2 separate regions of the Mus musculus genome follow, and region 2 is linked to region 1. The links are chromatin contacts, called in public promoter capture Hi-C maps. All regions are on one chromosome and are shown on one strand. Each heading gives the region's core, a stretch centred on a gene start, on an enhancer-like site or on the middle of the called end of the contact. The rest is flanking DNA. Distances are from core to core; before and after follow the strand shown.

The links. Promoter capture Hi-C pulls out the DNA fragments that hold promoters and counts their contacts.
Region 2: a promoter capture Hi-C map of hippocampal neurons shows a contact between it and region 1, with 2.9 times the contacts expected there. The contact joins the enhancer-like site here to the promoter of Sez6l in region 1. A contact is called at or near these places in 2 of 39 promoter capture datasets (epiblast stem cells and hippocampal neurons), 3 of 484 Hi-C or Micro-C datasets (forebrain, nephron progenitors and uterus), 5 of 115 datasets of contacts at active chromatin or transcription factors (a beta-TC-6 cell line, embryonic forebrain, embryonic stem cells and 1 more) and 1 of 9 other capture datasets (adipose tissue).

Annotation. Positions count from the first base shown.
Region 1 is chr5:112,574,534-112,579,623 of GRCm38.p6, reverse strand. It overlaps Sez6l (seizure related 6 homolog like), which reads left to right and starts at 2,426. Exons shown (of 17, transcript NM_001253916.1): 1 at 2,426-2,852. The coding sequence starts at 2,756.
Region 2 is chr5:112,612,560-112,617,457 of GRCm38.p6, reverse strand. No RefSeq gene overlaps it. Among named protein-coding and RNA genes, the nearest start is that of 1700034G24Rik, 25 kb to the right of the region's middle. Within about 2 kb of position 2,602, at least 4 of the 459 cell types and tissues checked have an H3K27ac peak or open chromatin away from gene starts, as enhancers often do. A contact at or near this core is called in hippocampal neurons, where this site is marked.

The DNA.
Region 1 (5,090 bases), core at 1,177-3,676:
AATAGATAGAGTGAGAGATCAACTCCAGAGAGGCTGGTGGCTCACAGAAAGACTCTCACAAAGTCAAAGAAGTAGTCAGAAGCTCCAGCTTCCTGTCTGCTCGCTGTTGTGACCACAAGCACCTGGGGTGGACCGTGCATTAGGGTAGGTCCTGGGCACTGTTGGTAACAACTGCTCAGACTGAGGCCAATCCCCAGACTAAGATTTGACTTGACCTACCCCTGAGGTCCTCTCCCTTATCCTGTAAGCATGCACAGTGTATCCTGTCACTCCTCAAGGACACTGTTGCTCATTTTCAGTCACTCCACATGCCAGGCATTAATTTTATTCCTACCCCTCTGGAAGAGTAAACTAGAACCCAGAGAATACAAGCCACTTATTCTTGGCCTTCTGCAAAGACAGAGGTGAGGCTAGGTTCCAGCCTTTGCCCTCAGTGGCTGATTTTTAACTGCACAAAGGTGGTCACTCCCACAGCAGCATGTAAAGAGAACAGACCTACAGGCTCACCCCAACTTCAGGAACAGAACCTGGGCTTCTCTGACCCCAAGCCAAGACCAAGCATAATCTGGCAGTAGACAGAGCACAACCCTGGGCAGAACCAGACTATACATGGTATTGAACATGTTGCCTTGCCTCCCCACACCTCAGTTTGCTCTTCTTTAAAATGGGTCTGGTAATGGGGAAGATCTTCCCCCAACCATGTACTTTTGTTCCAGCTCTGACCCCAGCTGGCTCTTTCTGGTGACTCATCTGCCCGATGCTCTCAACACCTACCCTTACTAATCGATGACTGCAGTGATGGACTTCCAGCAGTGTGCTGGAAGTGGGGAGGCCACCAACAGCCAGGAGGAGCCACCAAGTCTCACCCCAGAGGTAGCCATCTTGGTTGAGGGGAAGAATCATGTTTGGGTGATTTGATTTTCAACTCAGGCCTGGTCTTGAATTCATCCATCTTATCACTTCCTGGCTGAGTGGCTTTGGTGAGGTTGACCCTCTGAGGGCATCCAGGGGAGATATCGATCACTTCTACCACTGCCGATCATTATGACTTTAAAACAGAGACCACACCAGAGTCCGGTGAGCCATGGGTGTTTACAAGCCTTTCTATCCTCATCTCCAAGGAGGAAGCCGGCACTTGTGTCTCTCCTCCATGTTTCTGTATTCCTGCTTTATGCTTCTATTCCTCAGGGGTTACTGGATGGCCTGCTGCTAGCCCTCTAGAGGAGGACCCAGGTCTTCTGCATGTCCTTCTCAAATCCCCACTTCCTGAGACCTGATATGAACTGGGGGTCTCTCCATCACCTGATAATCTGAGCTTCAAGCAAAGAGCATCCCAAGAGTAAATGAGTGACAGGGGCATTTGGAACCAGGACCAGAATAGTCCTCCTTCGCTCCTCCCACCTCCAATGCTCCCCTCCCCTACGTTGTTTTCAGAGATTCCCAGTCTCTCCACTCTGCTAAAGACATCCCCCCCCCCACCCCCAATTGCTACAACCTTCTTTCCATCTGCTCCCTGCTTGAGCGGAGTGGCAAGGTGGAGTGGGGGAGGGGAGGGCTTCTAACTTGGGGTGAGGGGCCTGGGAAGCCAGCTGGGGCTGTGAGACTCAGCAGAACAAGGAGAGCTGTCTCCCTTGGTGTGAGGTATCTTCCAGTTGGCCCTTGGCCAATGCCTGGCTATAAGTGGCTTCTTGTCTTCCTCACCCACTGCGCCCCGTCTCCTCTGTTTGTGGAAGAAAGACACGCTGCTAGAGAATCTCAACTGGACAGAGGCCGCCAGAGGATGGGCCTGGAACCAAAGCTTCCACTGGCGGGGGAGGGAAACGGGGCTTCGGCTCTGGAAGCCTGGCGGATCTGCAGAGCGCTGTTGAGAGTGCTAATGTAGCTGAAATCATAACATGGACCCAGGAGTCTGTGGCTGGGCGTTTCCAGGGTGAAGAACCACTTGGTATCAGACAGAGGATCCTGTGGTCCTGTGCATTGGTCCAACAATGTCCCTGGATGCAGTCGGTGTGGCTTCCTAGGTCACTGGGACTCTCTGTGGAAGCACCAATGCATTTGGCGGATAGGGGAGGGAAAGGTGGATGCGGGTGGGGACCTCAGGGGCCAGAGAGGGCTGTATAGTGGGGATACAGGTCAGGCTGTTCGCCGACTGGGTTCGCAAGGACACATCGGGCGCTCTTCCGCCTCGTCTGACCGTCCCAGCATCCGCAAAAAGAGTAGGGACCCTGAGCCCACCCGGGACCGGGCGATATCACTAACTTCTCAGGGCCTAAGGGCCAGGCTGCCCCCGGAACGGCCCTCGGCCGCCTCCTCGCGCTCACTTCCCTCGCTCGCTCGCTGGTTCGCTCTCTCTCTCTCTCCTGCTCCCTCTCTCGCTCGGGCACCAGCCCCCGCCCTCCGCTCGCTCGCCGCCCGCGGCTCCTCCTCACTCGTCCGTCGCCCGCGCCCGGTGCAGCTCGGCCAGAGCCACGGCGAGCTGCGCGTCCGCCAGGAGCCGCTGCCCTGATCCTACTGCCCAGATCCCTCTGCCTGGATCCCATTGCCTGAACCCCGCTGCACCAATCCCTCTGTCTGTCTGGACCTCGGTCTGGGATCCGGCTGCTTGGAGCCTTCTGTCCATCTCTCTCTCTCTCCCTGGATAGCACTGCCTGATTCCGGCTGCTCGAATCCTTCTGCCCGGACTCCACCGCACGGATCCCTCTGCCTGGACCGACCACACGGATCTCTCTGCGCCGACCCCAGCTCCGTAGCTACGATGCCCGTGGCACGGCCACAAGCCGCGGGACCCGACAGGATCTCTCTGTTCCTTGTCGCCTTCCTTCTGGGGAGCCCCGCGGCAGCTCAGGCGGAAGGTAAGCACCCCGAGGGCCCCGGCCCAAAGAGGGTAAAGTTGTTGCGGCTGACCCGAGCAGTCGGGGGTCTCGACTGGTCTGGGAACACACGCGCCACCCGCGGGACCGCCCGGATACCGGGCTGGGCACCTCGTCCCTGCCGGAGCGCGGAGGCGGGGACGCATCTGAAGGACTCTCGCCTTAGGCTGCGGGTCCTTCGTCGGTCTCTGGGCTCCCGTTTGCAGTCTGGAGACGCTTCCGGGAGAAGCTCTTGGGAGTGGGGTCCTCTCCAAACCTTCAGATTCTGGAAGCTCTCTGCAACTGCACCCGGGGCTGGCTGCCAGGTTATTCTGCCAGGCTCTGTGGAAGAGGATAGGTATAGGAAGCGGACAGCTGACTGCCTGTCTCCAGAACCAGACTCCCTCCCATCCCACCATCCCACGCTGTCTCGGACTATCCGGAGGGGCTGTCTCCTGGATAGGTCCCAGCCAGGTGTCAGGAAATTGGACTTGGGTGTGGCTTCTTCGGATGGAGGAGAGCTCAAGGCTCCCAGAACTTGGTGAGAAGAGAGATATTAGAACCCCAGGGGCTTGGCCCCCTTTATCCCTCTACAGCTTCATCGATATTAGGAGTGAAGAGAGGGTGCTGGTGAAACCCACGTGCTTGCTGCTTAGGAAGGGAAGGGGGTCTGAGTTTATGGAGATTGTCGAGATTGTCGGTTCCTTCACCTGCCTGGAGTCACACCTTTGCTCCACCCTGCTAGGGTCCCAGGAAGTTACAGTGAGATGCTGAGGTGAAGAGAAGAGGGAGGCAAATAACTCACCCAAAGCTGATCCCACCCCCAGCCACCAGAGCTAAAGACACCAGGAGAGCCCACGGTGTCAGCTATTGGGGTTGGATCACTTAACCTCTCATTCTCTTGGCAAGGTGTGACTCTTGTTTCCTCCCGTGGTAACTTACAAAACAAAGCTTGGAGCCTGCCTGAGCTGACCACAGCATGGAGCGCTTACCCCACTCCCCAGCACCCCCGTCCATCTGGAGTTCTGTATAATTGAGGTTTTCTTGATGATCTGGAGTTCTGAGGACAGAGAAGCATTGCCGCTTCGCCGCGGGGAATTCTGGGCCCCTGAGTTCAGCACCAGAGGCCCCGGACAGCTCTCAGCTCCAGGCCCTAGCTCTGGGTCCCATCACTTCGTTGTGGCCTGGAGTACCCTCAGCATACATCAGACATTATATCCCCAATCTCTTGGACCCAGAAATGGGAGCGATGGGCATGATTTGCCTCCTCTATTTAACAAAACATGTCATTGAGAACACCCCCTCCCCTTGTGAGACAGTGGTATTTCCAATTTACACCAGGTCTGGGCAGTTTCCCTAGGAAAGATGGGAAAAGAGATTTGGTTTAAATCAATGGTCTCTACCCAGCGTGCCTTTTCTTAATTAGCTGTCTCTTTCCAACAATAACGTGGTGGCCTTGAACTGAATCCAGATTGCCCTGCCCCAGCTCTTAAATCTGTGTGTGTGTGTGTGTGTGTGTGTGTGTGTGTGTGCCTGCCACTCCACAAGCAGAACTCAAAGATGCCCAGAGGCTCACCATCTTTTCTAAAGTGGCCCTACCTCTGAGTTTGACATTCTCTAAGGCACCACCCTTGGCATGGGGTGGGGTCTTAATGGCATATAGGAAAATGTCACCCAAGATCAGGATCCTGTATCCTGATTCCTCAGTGTGTGCCAGAGTGTAGGAGGGAAGGCAGGATGTGTGCATTTGTGATGTCAATTTTTAGACATTTTATATTTTGCAACTGCTCCACACCACGCGGCTAGTGAGCATATATTTTTAATTAACTTCAGGTCACTGCCAAATTAAAGTCCACGATACACTTCATCCAAAGGCTCGTTACTAACCATGGGGTTCTGACTGAGTCATAAGAAGGGAGCCAGGGTGGCCCATGGGCACTGCCAGTTCTCATGGTCCATTTGGAAACAATTGATCTTCCGCAATAAATTCTATTTTTAACCGGCAGCTCTTATCCACAAACCAGAGAGGAGAGGCATCAGAGGAGCCCAGTGTTGCAGACTTGTCTTCCTGCATGCAGTGTGAGGGGTGGGAACTTGTTGCAGGCTGTGCATTCTCTGGGCCGTTTTGATGGGAATAAAGTGTAGCTTGTCTTTTTTAAGAGGACCCCTATTGCCTAAGACATGCATGGGAGAGCAATGCACGCACACGCCGAGACTGCAAAGCCTGCCGTTCCTTTTCTT
Region 2 (4,898 bases), core at 1,353-3,852, 38 kb before region 1:
ATGGTCTAGCATATGGAAGCACGAGGGGTTTGATTCACCGGCCCCGTATAGGACTGATTATAGTGAGCAGCTGTGATCCCTGTGGTTCCTGTACCCGGGGACAGAGGCGGGAGGGTCAGAGGTTAACTTCTCAAAGATCCAGCGAACTGTCTCTTTCCCTCAACCGGGTTCTTTCCAGGCTACCCCAAACCTAAGTCAACAGAGAAAAAGAAAGGCATTTGGGCTGCCGGTAAATTCATCCACCAAATATCTGAGGGGTCCAAGCAACATTGGGGCTTACAGTGCTCTGTATGTCTTTGGTAGCAACCTAGCATGTCCTGATGTTTAAATCTACTTTCTAGTTTTCTCCAACAGGCAGAGAAAGTTTCAAGACACCAAAGACTTTTGAGGGACTCACAAATCTGCTACTCAGTTGCTTCTGTGAGAAAAGCAGCAGGACCTGTACCATCCAGCTCAGCCCAGGTGACCCGTGGGGCACGTCCTCAGTGTCTCGAGGGAGCACCTACGCGTGACACCCTCTCTCCTACACAAACATCCCTGATGATAAAATCGATTCACAAATGAGCTGCACTGGCAGATTGTCGACCATACTGAGATTTAAGAGGTGTGTAGAGGGGAGAGGAGGTGGCCTGCCCTCCTCCCACACACAGCAGGGACACAGGGCAGCCACAATGGTGCAAGCACCACCCATGGGCACAGGGATGGTGACAATATGCCAAGCAAAAGGGAGGGCAGAGCACAGTTCACCTCACCACCCAGATGGCTTGCGGCTTAAGATATATGATTTATTTATTTCTAGAGTTTTCCATTTGATATTATTAGCTACTCACAGCCAACAACAAGTAACCAAAATGAGGGAAAGCCAAGCCACAAGGGAAAAGAAACACAGAGGAAAAGAACTGCCCTTCAAAGAGGACGCTGGATATAGAGAGGAGTTAATGGCTTTGGGGGCAGAGGCAGAGCTTCCCTTTTCATGGGGGGTCATCACCCCTTTTCTTCTTTAAGGCCGACAATTAATTAGATAAGGCTCAGCAGCCATGCTATGGGTGACCTGCTTTTCTCAGGTGCTGATGTGGAAATAATGCATTCACAGCAGCATCTAAACGCACGTGCGCTGGAGCCCGGCCACAGCAGAAAAAAAAAAAAAAAAAAAAAAAAAAGAACAATCATAGGATAAAAGCCAGTCGATGCTTTCTGATTCAGAAAGTGAGTGAGCATATTGATAAATTAGTGAACAAATGGATGGATGGTGAATGGATGGGTTGTGGATAGGTGGGTGGTGGATGGATGGACAGATGGACAGACAGATGGGTGACAGATGAATGGAGGATGGATGGGTTGTGGGTGGTTGGATGGTGGGTGGGTATATGAATAGATGGGTACATGGACAGATGGATGAATAGGTGGATGGGTAGATGGGTGGATGAGTGGATGAATGTATGTATGAATGGACAGATGAATGGGTGCATGGATAGGTGATGAATGAATGGATGAATGGGATGGATGGAAGGATGAATGGATGGAGGGATGGGTAGATGGGTAGATGGGTGGGTGGGTGGATGGGGTAGACAGATGGATGGATGATGGATGGATGGGTGAATGGATAGACAGATGGATAGACAGACAAATAGATGGATGGATGGATGGATGGATGGATGGATGATTAGATGATGGAGGACTGATGGATAGACTAAAACTCCTAAGTGACATTCTAGAGAAAATTCTAGGATGTGAAGTGATAGGAGGGAAAGTGTCCCAAGGGGCAGTGACTGGTTTGTCAACAGTGCATCCTGCAGAAGAGAGGTTACCTGCACAACACTGGAAAACACACCAGATAAGCAGAGGAAATGAGAATGGCCTCACTTTGACAATAAGGAGGAAGCCAAGATGGGTATGGAAAATGAGCAGGAGTCCCCCGGTTTCTGGAAGAATGAGAGAATTCTTCCAGGGAGGGTGGAAGAGATGCCTGGACCCTACCCTCTTCCTATTTTACAAGCAAGGCAATGCAGGCGAGGCAACATAAAATGAGAATGGGAGTCACTCACCCAGGGCTACCCATCAGTCGTTACACAATAAGCTCAGTGGGACCCCTATGTTTCCTTACACCCTGAGGAGGGGTGGCTGAATTTCCCAAAACAGGGGGTAATTTAATCCCTGGAGGGGCATCCAGTGATTTTAAAGATAAGTTTGTTCATAAGCAGAGTAGACCAAATAGAATCTTCTCAGGAGATTCCAAGAACAAGGTTGCGTTCCCTTCTATGCCCAGGCCAGGCCATCACAGAATGATGGTAGGCAAGCTGTCAATCTCACTGAGCTCCATCTGCAGCTGAAACAGTGCAGGGTGCAAGGTGCAGGATGCAGGATGCAGCATGCAGGATGCAGGAAGGATGTAGAATGCACTTTGCCTTAAACACAGCAAGCAGAGAGTCACAGATTGGTTTCAGGCCAGGAAGGGATGGGTTCTTTCTGCCCTTAACCAGCTGCGTGACTCTAGCCACCGAGACTCCCCTTCTCTGAACCTCAGTTTCCAGTCTATAAAATGGAGACTGCAATGCCCCCTCTGTGAACAGCCGAGAGAGAGAGCTTAGCTGGGTTGCCATAGTGATGCCAGGAACAAGCAAGCTTCCACATCACACAGAGACTATGTTACAGCACGGGCCACAGGGCCCCACCCTCAGCTTCAGATTCTGTAGCTCTGTGGCCAGGTGGGACCTGAGAATCGGCATGATTTAACTTGCATCTCATCCAGGTGTTAGGTTAACCCAAAGGCCATACTCCCCAAACCACTGAGTGAATTCCTATGGAAGATGGGACAGTGTCCATCAAAGAGTAGGAACTCAATAAATATCCAGATCCTTCCTATTAGCTTCGCCACCATCAGCATCAGCATCACCAACATCAGCATCACCATCAGCATTGCTCCTAAAGACCCCTTGAGCTGAGATCTTGCTACGGAGGATCTCTCATGTTGCTCCCCACAGAGGTAACAGGAGCCAGGAAGGCTAAGGAAGATTCTAGAAGAAGATGCTAAAGGGTGTGCTTACAGAGGCTCTTCTGGAGCCAGCAGTGAGCAGGGAGAGCCAGGAGTGTTCTTCTCTTAGAGTTTCTATAGCTGTGATGAACACCATGACCAAAGGCAACAGCAACACCAGGAGGAAGGGGTCAATTTGGCTCACACTTCCATATTGATCTCTCCGCCTAAGGAAGTCAGGACAGGAACTCATACAGGACAGGAACCTGGAGGCAGGAGCTGATGCAGAGGCCATGGAGGGTGCTGCTTACTGGCTTGCTCCCCATGGCTTGCTCAGCCTGCTTTCTTACAGAACCCAGGACCACCAGCCCAGGGATGGCCCCGCCCAAGTGGGCTACCCCCGCCCACAATGGGCGGGGCCTTCCCCCATCAATCACTAATGAAGAAAATCCCACAGGCTTGCCCACGGGCCAATCTGGTAGGGGTATTTTCTTCATTGTGGTCTCCTCCTCTCAAATGACTCTAGTTTATGTCAAGTTGACAAAAAAAAAAAAACCCGAGGGAAGGGGAGGGGAGGGGAGGGGAGGGGAGGGGAGGGGAGGGGAGGGGAGGGGAGGGGAGGGGAGGGGAGGGGAGGGGAGGGGAGGGGAGGGGAGGGGAGGGGAGGGGAGAGGAGGAGAAAGAAATAATGAACGGCAGTTTGGCTATCAGTCTAGGACTGAAGCCCACAGAACGGTGCCCCTCACACTTAACGTGGGTCTCTCTTCTTAGGTTTAACCTCTCTGGAAAACATCACAGGCACAGCCAGAGGTGTGTCTCCTAGGTGACTCTAAATCCAGTCAAGTCAATCCAGACTTGCTCTCCCCACCTCCTGAAGTACTGGAGATAAAATCATGGGACACCTAATGTCCCTGTCACAGAGTCCCGACCAACTGCAGTTAATGCTGCTCTCTGTGTCTCATGACCTGGGCTCTGTTTTCTCCTGAGTTGGTTTATCTGCCCGCGTCTCCTCCCTGGGGCCCCGCCTCTCTGGAATAGGCAGATTTGGACTGTTACCTCCCAGATCCAATAACTTACCTCTGCTCTCTGCCGACAAGGTAAATATAATTAAAAAGCGATTATGATCTGCGGCTGCAGTCATAGCAGCACCAGACATAATTACACAGCAAGTGTGGGTCTCCAGGCACCCAGCCTCTCTACGTGACATTTACCATCTTCCCCGCACCCAGCACAGGGCTGGCATCTGAACCTTTGGCAGTGGAGTCTGAGCTGTGACAAGGACACAGGAGCTCTGGGCAAGCCAGGCCCAATTTTTGATGTTTCCCCTGAATTTGAACCAATTTCCCCTGAACTCTCAGCTATAGGAGGGGGCTGTCAATCAAAGCATGTTTGTAGACTTGTGGTGACCCAAGAGGATCATAGGTGGGCAGTAAGGGCATCCAGGGATGTCAAGGTAGTGAGGCACCATGGAGATGCCAATTAAAGCCGCAGTGAGAGAGCCACACCCTCCTATGTGAATGCCCAAGACAAGAGACTCACATCAGCTCACTGCATGGTCGTCTGAGGATGTGCAGAAGGTGGGCTGCTGTGTATTGGGGGGAAGGTGGGCTGCTCTATATGGGGAGTGTTGCTGAACATTGACGGGGGACTGCTATGCATTAAGAAGGACCCAGCCTCCTGTCTCTTTGGAGGGAAGGCACACCAGGAAGGAGCTCTCTGTGTCCTCATAACAACTAAACTATTAGCCTGGAATGGTGGTGCACACCTTTAATTCCAGATCTGTGAAGGCAGAGGCAGGTGATTCTCTGCAAGTTCAAGGCCATCCTGGTCTATATAGAACATTCTGGAGCAGTCAGGGTTACAGAGAGAGACTGTGTCTCAAATAAACAAACAAATGTGGGGCCAGAGAGATGGCTCGGCGGGAGGA